2 separate regions of the Delphinus delphis genome follow, and region 2 is linked to region 1. A link is a contact called in public Hi-C data. All regions are on one chromosome and are shown on one strand. The core of a region is the stretch at or near the end of the contact, and the rest is flanking DNA. Distances in the headings are between cores, read along the strand shown. Region 1 holds the start of SLC25A15 (solute carrier family 25 member 15). Region 2 holds the start of VPS36 (vacuolar protein sorting 36 homolog).

The links. A called contact is a pair of places that touch in the nucleus more often than the background predicts.
Region 2: a Hi-C map of lung shows a contact between it and region 1, with 2.7 times the contacts expected there. The contact joins the promoter of VPS36 here to the promoter of SLC25A15 in region 1. A contact is called at or near these places in 2 of 3 Hi-C or Micro-C datasets (lung and muscle).

The regions. Positions count from the first base shown.
Region 1 is chr18:15,264,193-15,271,256 of mDelDel1.2, reverse strand. It overlaps SLC25A15 (solute carrier family 25 member 15), which reads right to left and starts at 5,701. Exons shown (of 7, transcript XM_059996103.1): 1 at 5,551-5,701; 2 at 2,534-2,658. The coding sequence starts at 2,588.
Region 2 is chr18:15,496,276-15,502,751 of mDelDel1.2, reverse strand. VPS36 (vacuolar protein sorting 36 homolog) reads left to right here and starts at 2,655. Exons shown (of 14, transcript XM_059996110.1): 1 at 2,655-3,004. The coding sequence starts at 2,909.

The DNA of each region.
Region 1 (7,064 bases), core at 4,452-6,951:
GAATGCTTCCACCTCCCCTTGGGCCTGGGACGTCCCGTGCTTGTGTCAGGAAACAGCCACTGGATGAGGTGACTAAAACCTCAGCAAAATTGAAGAGAAGGCTTACGTATTTCAGAAATGCAATTTCATAACTTAGACATAATACACAGTTACTCCAATGAAGTTGTGGAAAGTAGAGATGGAGGGAGGGCTGTTAAGAGTAACTCCCGGGCTTCCCTGGTGGCGCAGTGGTTGAGAGTCCGCCTGCCCATGCAGGGCACGTGGGTTCGTGCCCCGATCCGGGAAGATCCCACATGCCGCGGAGCGGCTGGGCCCGTGAGCCATGGCCGCTGAGCCTGCGCGTCTGGAGCCTGTGCTCCGCAACGGGAGAGGCCACAACACTGAGAGGACCGCGTACCGCAAAAAAAAAAAAAAAGAATAACTCCCAAGGGGCTTCCCTGGTGGCGCAGTGGTTGAGAGTCCGCCTGCCGATGCAGGGGACACGGGTTCATGCCCCGGTCCGGGAGGATCCCACGTGCCGTGGAGCGGCTGGGCCCGTGAGCCATGGCCGCTGAGCCTGCGTGTCCAGAGCCTGTGCTCCGCAACGGGAGAAGCCACAACAGCGAGAGGCCCGCGTACCGCAGGAAAAAAAAAAAAAAAAAAAAAAAATTCCAAAAGAGGTGAATGTCAGAAATTTTAAAGTGGGTTCATAATTTTGACAACCTAGATGCATTTTAATTCTATCACAACAGATCCTACAGTCTATCTTTGATAGAGTGACTGAAGGATATAAAATTCCAAAAGCTGAGCATCCCTCATGGGGTAAAATGCCCTTCTATTGCAGAGACACAGACTGAGCCCAGGCATTCACGGGAGGGTAAGAGGATGCCAAGGGCAAGCAAGTGGGTCCACTGTTGCCAAAGTCAGCATCCTCCGCAGTATGGCATTGGGGGAGCGGGGAGTGGTGAAGGGGTCGGGGATGGTGCACAGGGCCTGGGGGGCTTGATTCCACGGCAGGGTGAGGGGCTGACCCAAAGGCACTCAGCGCGTAAGAGGCCGTGGGGTGGAATCCAGGCAGCCCTTGGTTCCCCTGCTCCTTGTCGTCTCTGACCTGGGAGCGCCCTCGCCTGAACTTATCAGTGTCTGCAGACTTCCTCATGAGCCTACTTTGGCCGATTTCTGGTTCATGGAAAAATACTTCGATCTTCCCTGAACCCATGATTTCTTTTTTACAATTAAGAAGACGACAGGGGACTTCCCTGGTGGCACAGTGATTAAGACTCCACGCTCCCGGGCTTCCCTGGTGGCGCAGTGGTTGAGAGTCCGCCTGCCGATGCACGGGACACATGTTCGTGCCCCGTTCCGGGAAGATCCCACATGCCGCGGAGCGGCTGGGCCCGTGAGCCATGGCCGCTGAACCTGCGTGTCCGGAGCCTGTGCTCCGCAGCGGGAGAGGCCGCAACAGTGACAGGCCCGCATACCGCAAAAAAAAAAAAAAAAAAAAAAAGACTCCACACTCCCAACGCAGGGAGCCCGGGTTCGATCCCTGGTCCGGGAATTAGATCCCACATACACGCTGCAACTAAGAGTTCGCATGCCACAACTAAGGAGCCCGTGAGCCGCAACTAAGACCCGATGCAACCAAATAAATAAATATTAAAAAAAAAAAGACGACGACAGGATGAGAGAAGGCGGCTCTGACTGCTCTTGATCTGTTGACTCAGGAGGTCCCACCAGATAAAAGGACAATGGGCAACCGGCTCCCCTGGCCTCTTCACTCCAAGGAGCGGTGACCCAATATAAGAATCAGTGAGGGAGGCAAGGGTAAGCCAGGGTCTGCATCTGGGAAGTATGGGCATTCCAGCGCTCCTCCAGCCCTAGAATCATCCAGGAATCTGGAGAACCAAGTAACCACCCAGGCACTTCCAAGTCTGTCACTTGCCTCAGGCTGAAAAAAGGTGACCTTTCTAAAGAGTGGCCTGCGGTGGCAGGTGCTGTCCAGAACTCGATGGTGCCTAGTGGGGCCAGAGTCCGCCCCAGCACTCGCCCCGCCCACCACTCCTCGGCCAATCCTGGGGCCCCTCCTTTCAGGGCTTTAAGACACAGTAAAAAGTCAGCCTGATTTACCAATGACATTTCTAAGGGTATCCTTTCTCTCCCCCAGCAGTTGTAAGGACAGTAACTAGGATTTTCCCTGGAGAGATGGCACAGTGTTATTTTTGCACTCTAAGGCCTCTGAAGGCTGCCAGGCTTGGGGTGGAATCCTGCATATCCCAGCCACATGGCAATGGACGAGCGGCTTCAGCTCTGAGCTGTGGTATGTTCCAGCTGTCACCCGGGGACACTCCCACACCATACCCTGACTCATAGCTCTAATACAGCGGGAACTACTCTACCTTCTGCTGTGTTTGCAATACAGCATCACACCTGTATTAAGTGGATTCATTCCAGGGTTAAGGCATGTCGCTTCTGGAGCTACAAAGGCAATGTCTTCACCAGAGCTCACTTGCAGAAGGTATTTGAGGAACAAAGGAGGGGTTTTCTCTGGGATTACCTGCGGCCCCCGCCGTAAGGTCAATGGCAGCTTGGATGGCAGGATTGGATTTCATGTTTGCCCACTCCTCTGCTGGGTTCCGCGGAGGGCAACTCTCACGAGCTTACAATGGGCACCTCATATTCCTAGAAGGAGGCAAGAGTTCACCATCAGTCGGGCCTCCGCAGCCCCCCTTTCTCTAGGCCTGCTGCCTAGCTACTGGACTTGAACTTCAGGGAACCGGGAAACTGTCTCTACGTTGCTCCAAAGGAGGGGGCTCGAGCTGTCAGAGCAGCTTAGTGATCCGCCTCCCCTTCTCCCTGCCCACCACCTCCCCATGAAAAGCACGCAGACCAAAAACCTTGCTCACGTAGCACTGCTACAGCCACAGGTGAGGGCACTTCAACCAACCTTTCTGAAACCCTCAAGAAACGAATGCCAATAAGTAAGCCAACCGCACGTCCCAAGCCCCATCAAACCAGTTTTTCAGAGGCCTAAGTTAAACCATCAATCCACTGGGTTCTGTTCCAAATTCAGACAGCGGCCTGAGACCCTAAGAGAAGGTCACAAAACAGTAGCCTGGAAAGGAATGGGTTAGGAGCTCGGCCAAGTGACACACGCCTGGGTCTGAATGCTTGCTCTGCCACTGGTATGGTGGCCCTTTGGGCCCCTAAAGCTGGAGGTTCCCATCTATACAAGGTGAAAAATAAAAGTACTATCATTATAATACGAGGGCAATCAAACAGCCACATCGGACAAATACGATGAACTGTGAACACACACCAGGAGGTCTTAGAACTACTACAAAGCACAGCACCAAACATTACTATCATCATAGGCCTTCCAGAACTTCTCAACCATAAACATGCACACGAATCACCTGGGGACCTTGTTAAAAGGCTGATTCTGATGTGATTGGCTTCAAGTGGGACCAGAAATGCTGCCTGCCTTCACCTGCTCCCAGGTGAAGTTGATAATGCCTGGCTATTAACCATACTTTGAGAAGCAACCCCTGGGTCCATTGCGCCCCTAATTTGCTTGATAAGAATCACCTGGGACACTTGTTAAACATTCCAATAACCAGGCTGCTCTCCTGGAAATGTTGATTCAGTAGGTTTGAGCTGGAGCCTAGAAGTTTCGGAAAACCAGGGTCTACTCCTCTACTTTAGACAAAAATCAACCATTGGCAAGGCATGGACTTAATTAACATTGACTAGAAAAGGAGAGGTGTTTCATTCACATAGAATATTAAAATAACCAATACAGAAACCAATTCTGTATGATTTTCAAGCTATGTCACTGACTTAACGCCTGAATAACAAGGAATGCTTTTTATCCATCACACTGAAGACCTGTGTGATCCCAGTCAGGACACCTCTCAGAGGAGGGGGTGGGCAGGCTGGATGACCAATGAATACCAACATCTTCCTAATCAGCAGCAGCAGAGAATAATTTTAGCCACCAAGAAGTTTTTTAACCACTTGAAGCATGTTGTCAATGACTAGACACCAAGAATCTTTACAAAAAATGTTAAAACCAGCAACAGCACAAGAACACTACTTAATAAAGCAACTAAAATTAGACATACAATTAGATGTACAAAACACTGACTTTATGTTACTGATAGACCTGGAGAGGCAGTACCAATTACTAAGGTTGATAAGACGGTGACCATCCAGTATCTAGAGAAGGATATCAGGGTCCTAACCCAATCTCTTCCTTTTCCAGATGGAAAACTGAGTCCAGAGGAAGACAAGGACTTGTCCAAGGTCATACAACAAGTCCGTGGCAGAGACAGGATTCAACTCAAGTCTTGCCTTTTGGGTCTGTTCTATCAAGCAGAGTATTCCCACCTGGCCAAAAAGAGAAAACAAAACACCCAACCCTGCATTTTAGAGGAAAATGGAGACAAGGGGGGAAAGGAGTCACAGACAGGTCACATCCAATGCAGCCCATTCCCTTGGCGGGGGTGGACATTTCTTTCTTAGAAGAGGCACAGCAGATGGTACTGTGTCATCAATGCGAATTCAACCCTTTTAGATTCGACCCTTTTAGGCAAGTCAAACAAACACATCAACTCCTACAAATAACTACTTGTAGAATTATTAGAACAGTTAACAAACAGTCTTAACAGATTAACTCAGAAGGGGCATCTGTTTCAAATTACGCGTAGCTTTGGCTTGAAGGAGGCAATGGGGCGTGGAGGCAGCCAGACTGATCAAGTTGAGTTAATTAAACTGATTCGTGAGCCTTCGTATCAACTGGAAGAGAAAAACGGAATCCTTTCAGCGTCCCCTTACCCTTCCTTCAAACTACACCGGAGTCAAACTCCAAACGAAACAACGCAGACCATGTATCTTTTTCATTCCTTCGGGAAATTAACTTATCGTGTGGGAGAATCCGAGGAGGCCGCATTCCCCACTAGGTAACACGAATTGCTCCGGGAAGATTCCAGCTTCAAGGCCGAAGCTGGCGCCCGCCATCCGAGCGCCCAGAGCTGGTGGGGCCCACGGGCGCTGGGATGCAAACCAGTCTCGCCGCTCAGCAGCTGGCTCGGGAGCTCCTGCTCCGGGGCTCGGGATCCCGATCCGCACAAGGGTCAGCTTAAGGAGACAACTTCCAACTTTGTTGTCTTCCCGGCCCTAAACGTTCGCTGACTCTGCCACAACAACCTGCGAGGGTCTCCCATTCATAAGCGCCTCCGCCCTCCCTGCCCGGCGCGGTGCCGGCATGACACTACGACCGGGCAAATGAGGGCAACCTTTCCCGGGACGTGACCACTGCGCGCAGGAGGCGGCGGGGCCCGAGTCTCCATGGAATCCCAGGCAAAGCGCGGGAAGGCGGCGCCCGCGGGCCCCCGGGCACGTGTGCGGCGCGGCGGGCCCGGGACCCCAGATCTCCACCCCGCCTCCCGGGAGGGTCACGCCGCCCAGGCGCGGAGGCCGGCCGGCCGGCCCGCCCGCTCCCTCTCCCTCTCCCTCCCTCTCCTCCCGGCCGGTTGCCTGCAGCCCGCGAGCGCCCGGCTGAGTTGCGCTCACCGCCGTGCCGACTGGCCACGTCCTACTCGCGCTCCGCCGCCAGCTCTCGACTCTGGCTCGGCGGCGGGGGCGGCCGCTTAACACCCACGTGGGCTACCGGCCGGCCCTCCGCCCCGCCTCCCGCGCCAGACTGCCGCCGGCAGGCGCCCCGCGGGCTCAGGAGCGACCCCTGCGGCCGGGAGGGGCTGCGCTGGGGCTGGGGCCGGGGCCGGGGCCGGGGCGCCTCCCGCCTGCCGGGGAAGCGGAAGTCGGCGCGGTGCGGCGGCGCGCTCGGGCCGGGGGGCGCGCCGGGAGCGGGAGGGGCTGGCGGGGCCGGGGGGAGGGCTGGGAGCCGCGGCCTCCACGTCGCTTTCCTGCCGTTCGGTTCCCGGAGGCCCTCGGTGAGCTCGTCTCTAGTTCGACCTCAGGCGGGGCGGGGGCGGGGGCGGGGGGTGTCGGAGTGAGGACGAGGGACTGAAGTCTTCAGGCTGATTAGCTTTGCAGGGACTCGGGGCTCAAGGCTTTAATTTTATGTTATAATTGAGTGCGAAAGTACTGGAAAGGTAGTGATGAAAAATAAATTTGCTTATTGCTGGTAAAAACAAAACCCCAAACATTTCCCAGTCCGCCCTCCGCGAGGACATCCATCTCCACCGATGACATTTCGGAAAGCACACCCACCGATGAAAACTGTAACTCTAAATGTCCTTTTAGTTTCCAGTGAATTATAGGCTAGTTCTATGGTTCTCTGGAATTTTATTAGAAAGCAGGAGTCTGTTGTGCACCGGGAGTAAAGGAATTTTCTCTAGTGCCCCAGGCTAAGACCCGCACAGCTGGAAGTGTCTTGGTCTATTACTGACAGCTGCTCGATGTTAACAGCCGCGGCCTTCGGAGTGCTTTGGTTCAAACCTCATGGATTTATTTTCCTTTTCTACACCGTGTTTTCTTCCTTAAACCGTGCTATCGTTTTCTTTTACAATTTTCTGCCCTGTTTGGATGTGGTGTTAGACTACGGCCAATGTAACTTAAGTGATTTCGGGTGAGGGCCAGTGACAAATATTTGAGGTGACTTGTGTTAGTCCTTAAACACCGGTGCCGAGCTGAATAGACCTTGGGGAAGGAGGGAAAGGGGGAGGTGCTGTGAAGGTTCAGAGCTCCTGATAAACAAGGGCCCTCCTCAACCCAGCCCAAGACCGTCTTCTGCTGCGCTTTAGAACAAAATTTAATTACAGAAGCAAGCCACGGCGTTTGAGTGACTTGCCCAAAGTGACATGTAACATAACAAGTGGGAAGCAGATCAGGACAGAACCTATGGTATAACGTCCTATAGGACTAGGACTTTCAGTATCACCTGGCTTTTGCAAACCAGAAAGATGAGGCCCAAAGGAGCTAATTAGGACAGGCTTAGATCTCCTATTACAGATTAGAAAGAGCTGGACTTGGAGCCAGGCCACTTGTGTTAAAATCTCTGTGAACTTTAGTGAGTCATTTAACCCTTTTAAACCCCAGCCATCACGTAACAGTATCTTGGCTTC
Region 2 (6,476 bases), core at 1,406-3,905, 230 kb before region 1:
CAAAATGATCACCACAAGAAGTCTAGTGAATATCAGTCACCATACACAGTTACAAATTTTTTTTCATGGGATGAGAACTTTTAAGATTTACTCTCTTAGCAGCTTTCAAATATGAAATATAATATTATTAATTATAGTCACCATGCTGTCCCCATGACATTTATTTTATAATTGGAAGTTTGTATTTTTTGACCCCCTTCACCCATTTTGCACACCCTCAACCCCCCACCTCTGGCAACCACCAGTCTGTCGTCTCTATGTTTTGGGGGAGTTCCATATGTAAATGAGATCATACAGTGTTTGTCTTTCTCTGACTTATTTCGCTTATGTAATCCCTTCAAGGTCCATCCACATTGTTGCAAATGGCAAGATTTCATTCTTTTTACAGCTGTATAATATTCCACTGTATGTGTGTATTATATGCCACATTTTCTTTACCTATTCATCTATTGATGGACACGTAGGTTGTTTCCATCTTGGCTGTTGTAAACAATGCTGCAACAAACATGGGGGTGCAGGTATCTTTTTGAATTAGTGTCTTCACTTTTTCCAGATAAATACCTGGAACAAAATTGTTGGATCATATAATAGTTCTACCTTTAATTTTTTGAAGACTCTCCATACTGTTTTCCATAGTGGTGGCAGCAATTTACATTCCTGCCAATAGTGCACAAGAGTTCCCTTTTCTCCATGTCCTTGCCAACACTTGTTATTTGTTGTCTTTTTGATAGTAGCCATTCTGACAAGTGTGAGATGGTATCTCACTATGGTTTTGATTTGCATTGCTCTGATGATTAGTGATGGTGAGGCTCTTTTTGTTGTTTTTAATTGAAGTATAGTTGATTTACAATGTTGTATTAGTTTCTGGTGTACAGCAAAGTGGTTCAGTTATACATATACATGGATATATATATATATATTTCACATTCTTTTCCATTATAGGTTATTATAAGATATTAAATAAAGTTCCCTGTGCTATACAGTACGACCTTATTGGTTGTTTTTTTTTTAATAAATTTATTTATTTATTTTTGGCTGCACTGGGTCTTCGTTGCTGCGTGGGCTTTCTCTAGTTGCGGCGAGCAAGGGCTACTCTTTGTTGCGGTGCGTGGGCTTCTCATTGCAGTGGCTTCTCTTGTTGCGGAGCATAGGCTCTAGGAATGCAGGCTTCAGTAATTGCAGCACACAGGCTCAGTAGTTGTGGCTCACGGGCTCTAGAGCGCAGGCTCAGTAGCTGTGGTGCATGGGCTTAGTTGCTCTGCGGCATGTGGGATCTTCCCAGACCAGGGCTCGAACCCATGTCCCTGCATTGGCAGGCAGATTCTTAACCACTGTGCAACCAGGGAAGCCCTGTTTTATATATATATACACATATAAAACGGTTTGAATCTGTTAATCCCAAACTCCTGATTTATCCCCTCACACCCGGCCCCCGCTTTCCCCTTTGGTAACCTTAAGTTTGTTTTCTATGCCTTAAGTTTGTTTCTGTGTTGTAAATAAGTTCCTTTGTATCATATTTTAGATTCCACATATAAGTGATATCATATGGTATTTGTCTTTCTCTTTCTGACTTACTTCACTTACTATGATAATCTCTAGGTCCATCCATGTTGCTGCAAATGGCATTATTTCATTCTTTTTTATGGCTGAGTAATATTCCATTGTATATATGTACCATGTCTTCTTTATCCATTTCTCTGTCGATGGACATTTAGGTTGCTTCCATGTCCTGCCTATTGTAAACAGTGCTGCAATGAACATTGGGGTGCATGTATCTTTTCGAATTAGAGTTTTCTAGGGATATATGCCCAGGAGTGGGATTGCTAGATTATGTGGTAGCTCTATTTTCAGTTTTTTAAGGAACCTCCATACTGTTTTCCATAGTGGCTGCACCAATTTACATTCCCACCAACTGTGTAGGAGGGTTCCCTTTTCTCCACACTCTCTCCAACATTTATTATTTGTAGACTTTTTAATGATGGCCATTCTGACTGGTGTGAAATGATACCTCATTGTAGTTTTTTATTTTATTATTTTTTAAAATTAAATTTATTTATTTATTTTTGGCTGCACTGGGTCTTCGTTGCTGCACGCGGGCTTTCTCTATTTGTGGCGAGCAGGGGCTACTCTTCGCTGCGGTGCGCAGGCTTCTCATTGCAATGGCTTCTCTTGTTGTGGAGCACAGACTCTAGGCATGCAGGCTTCAGTAGTTGTGGCTTGTGGGTTCAGTAGTTGTGGCTTGCGGGCTCTACAGCGCAGGCTCAGTAGTTGTGGCGCACAGGCTTAGTTGCTCCGCTGCATGTGGGATCTTCTCAGACCAGGGCTCGAACCCGTGTCCCCTGCATTGGCAGGCGGCTTCTTAACCACTGTGCCACCAGGGAAGTCCCTTAAATGAAAATGATTTTAATGTGAAAAACAGAAGGATACAAAATAGTACTTACATACTGATTGAAGCTGTGTGAAAACAATTCAGGTCATGAATATTCATCTGGAAAAAAAAGTTATCATTTACAGCCTTTAATGAACATGGCAGCATGCTGGGCACTGACAAGAAAACGGCACAAATACGCAGATATAAAGCACAATAAGAAAGTCCAAGCTGCGGTTTGGGCTCCCTCAAAGTCCGTTGTAAACTCTGTGTTTGTTTCTGAGCTGGACAAAGGATGGGGTGGATGTCCCCACCGGGCCCTTGGCGGAAGGAACGCCAGGGGGCGCGCCAAGCACGTCGCCACGTCCCCCGGCGACCCCGGGGTAGCGCGCGTTCCCCAGAGCGCCCGGGCAGGACCGCTACCTCCCTGCCGGCCTCCACCCCGCCCACCGCCAGGGGGCGCAGCAGGCTGCCCGGCACTCGGCTCGCCGCCGGGAGCGCCAGCGCGGGCGAGCGGCGGTGGCCGGCCTGGGGGCGGCCATGGACCGCTTCGTGTGGACCAGCGGCCTCCTGGAGATCAACGAGACCCTGGTGATCCAGCAGCGAGGAGTGCGCATCTACGACGGCGAGGAGAAGGTAGGGCGGCGGCCGGCCTGGCCTTGCTCCCGGACCCGGACTCGCGGGCCCTGCCTCGCCGCTCGGCGCCGCCCCCGCAGTCCACGCCGGCCCAGCGCCCGGCTCCGGCCCGACTTGGGAACGGCTCCGGGCGGGCGCGCCGGGCGGAGGCCCCTTTCCCACCCGGGGTGAGACCCCTTCGGGAGGCACGGCGGGCGCGGGCCGGGAACCCTGATTCCTCGCCCCGATCGCGGCGGGCGGGCGACGGGCAGGCCGGTTCCGCCTTTGTCCGGAGGCCGCCGGGTCCTGCGCTCCGAACCGGGCGTGACTTCGGGCGCTGGGACCTGGGGGAGCCCGAGGGACTAGGCGGTCCCGGCCGGAGCGGGAGGGGGGGTGGCTTTAAAAGGATTTCCGAAAAGAGGAGTTAGCCTCTCCTGGGACTCCTTGGCTGTAGGCTCTGTGTTTTGTTTGTTTTTTCTTTAGGAGTGACAGTAGAAAGGCGGTTTGATTGTTTTGTCGAGTGGTGGAGTAGGCCATGCCCGGTAATCCAAGCGTAAACCTTAGGAGGTGTGTTTGCAAATTGAAAGGAGAAATATTGCCAGTATTTCACAGAAATATTAACGTTCACTGGAGACTTCCGTCAGACTACAAACTATCATCCTGTTCTGGATGAAATGTATAAACTGGAATTAAAAAAAATTAAAAAACCCATTTACTCACTAGCATTTGTGGTTTCCAGAAGTTTTCACTTGCTACTTCTCCTTCCTTGGAGTTTCCTTAGAGAAACTTCCTCCTGTACTTTCGCAAACGTTGCTGGACCCAGAGCTCTTTCTGTCTGTGCTTTACAGAAGCTTGAGGCTTCCTTCCTTCTAGGGGGTGGAGGGCAGGGGTTAGTTACACAGCCATCGGAGGTACCGGGGGCCCAGGGGCTCTCCCTACTGGAGGGCATTTTTCCATATTTCCATTATTGAGTAAAGATCTTTTTTTCTTAAATAATTTGCTTGGCCTTAACTCTGTTTACTGCTTCAGTACTTTTATTAACTTGATCTCAAATTGGGTTTGCATGTTTTGGTTGGAGTGACAAGCTCAATGTTTTTGTTTTTGTAAACCGAGGTTACACCTTTGGAACTGGGGAGAATGGGAAGCTTAATCAACCTGTCCCCCCTCGGGGGCTTGGAGCTTGGCAGCACCCTCAGGTCCGAATATGGGTATTGACAGATGGGTCTTCAAAGTCTCCTCCAAAGCCACTCCCTGCTGGCCGTCTAGCTTTTGCCGATCCCCACACTCTGTTGTTCTATGGAATTGCAATATGCAAATTAGGGACATGTTGGCTGCACAAAACATAACTGTGGTATTTTTTTTTTAATAAATTTATTTATTTATTTTTGGCTGCATTGGGTCCTCGTTGCTGCGCACGGGCTTTCTCTAGTTGTGGTGAGTGGGGGCTACTCTTCGTTGCGTTGCGCAGGCTTCTCATTGCAGTGGCTTCTCTTGTTGTGGAGCACGACTCTAGGCATGTCAGGATCAGTAGTTGTGGCACGTGGGCCCAGTAGTTGTGGCTGGCGGGCTCTAGAATGCAGGCTCAGTAGTTGTGGCGCACCGGCTTAGCTGCTCCGTGGCATGTGGGATCTTCCCAGACCAGGGCTCGAACCCGTGTCCCCTGCATTGGCAGGTGGATTCACAACCACTGCGCCACCAGGGAAGTCCTTATGGTATCTTTAAAACAATAAAAAGATCAAACGATTAGCACCCATATATGAAAAACCATTGCTGAACCAGCAAATTCTAGTTTTTCTTTTATTTATTTTTGCTTCTTATTTTAGCAGATATATAGGTATCAGAGGATTGAGAAAAAAGTCATGGAAAATACTTAGTCGAGACCCTTTGATCTCATCAAGAATTCTTTCTTTTATAACTTTATTTATTGAAGTATAGTTGATTTACAGTGTTGTGTTAGTATCAGGTGTACTGAAAAGTGGTTCAGTTGTACAGATGTATCTATTCTTTTTCAGATTCTTTTCCATTATAGGTTATTACAAGATACTGAATATAGTTCCCTGTGCTATACAGTAGGTCCTTGTTGTTAGTCAAGAATTCTTAACTGTTCTGCAAGCTGGGGGTGGTGCGGGAGGGCTATGGGTGTCTTGAAACCTAAGCGAAGCTCTAAGGCCTGCTCACCACTGTGGTCCCTGGGCTGGATCTACTCAGTCACTTGCTGAGCTGTCCCTAGTGTGGCTGAGGGCCAGACTGATTCCTGGGGGAAGTCTTGCATCCTGGCTTTCTCCCTCTGCTGGAAGGCGTCCAGACCTCGCGTGGTCTGAGGACTCCAGGAAACTGCACTCATCAACCTCCGGATCTGAGCAGGTGCCCTTTCAGAATCTCTCACTAGCTCCCGTGGTCTCAGTGCTGCAGTGCAGACTGCACAGCCTTCTCAGCTTTGCACCCAACATGTTCCCCAGTAGGTGCAGGGCTAAGACCAGTGGACTCTCCCTACTCGTCCTTTGTATCTTCTGGCTCACTGTGGGTGTGAAATACATTAAAACAAAGAAACACACGAAACCTTGAAGAAGCAGCGCACCTGCTACGTGCCAGGAGCTTTACATAATTTAATCCTCTCAATGGGCATGTGAGGTGAGTATTTTACTGAATGAGAAAAGAACTCTCAGAGGCAACAGTGACTTGCCCTAAGATCCACTGAGTTAGTTCAGAAGAGCTGGGAGTTAAATCTCTATTGATCAGACTCCCAAAGACTGTGCTTTGTTCACACTGCTGGAGCGCTTCAAAAATACAGCAGTCGGGGCTTCCCTGGTGGCGCAGTGGTTGAGAGTCCACCTGCTGATGCAGGGGACACGGGTTCGTGCCCCGGTCCGGGAAGATCCCACGTGCCGTGGAGTGGCTGGGCCCGTGAGCCATGGCCGCTGAGCCTGCGCGTCCGGAGCCTGTGCTCCAAAATGGGAGAGGGCACAGCAGTGAGAGGCCCACGTACTGCAAACAAACAAACAAACAAAAAAAACAGCAGTCACCAGTGCCAGACCCTTTCCGTAGTGTAATATGTATGTTCTACGTATGTTTATGGAACATCCTCTGAAGATGAGTACACTGAGACCCTCAGTACGTGGTTGAGAAAACTGTGACCTGTCCAAGGTCACACAGTTAGTAATGGGTGGAGCCAGACCATTGCTCTTTCCACTGCTCAGGTGCCTCTTACTTGTTTATACAGGCAAAGTTTTCATGGGCCCCTTATGACCGGATAATATGTTGTTTTCCTAAGCAGTGTGGACAGGTCATTTGTTTCAATTCACAGAAGCGTCTGTAGCCTCAGCTAATTTAAAAAGTAATGTAAGAAGGTTAGTGGTGTGTAAAGTGGCAAGTTGCCAGTTTATACTAGAAGATTTAGAAAATGTGTATTTTCTTTCAGCTTTTAGGAATTTACCCTTGGGAAATAATCAGAGATGCATAAAAATATAATGAACGAGGATGTGCATCTCAGCAG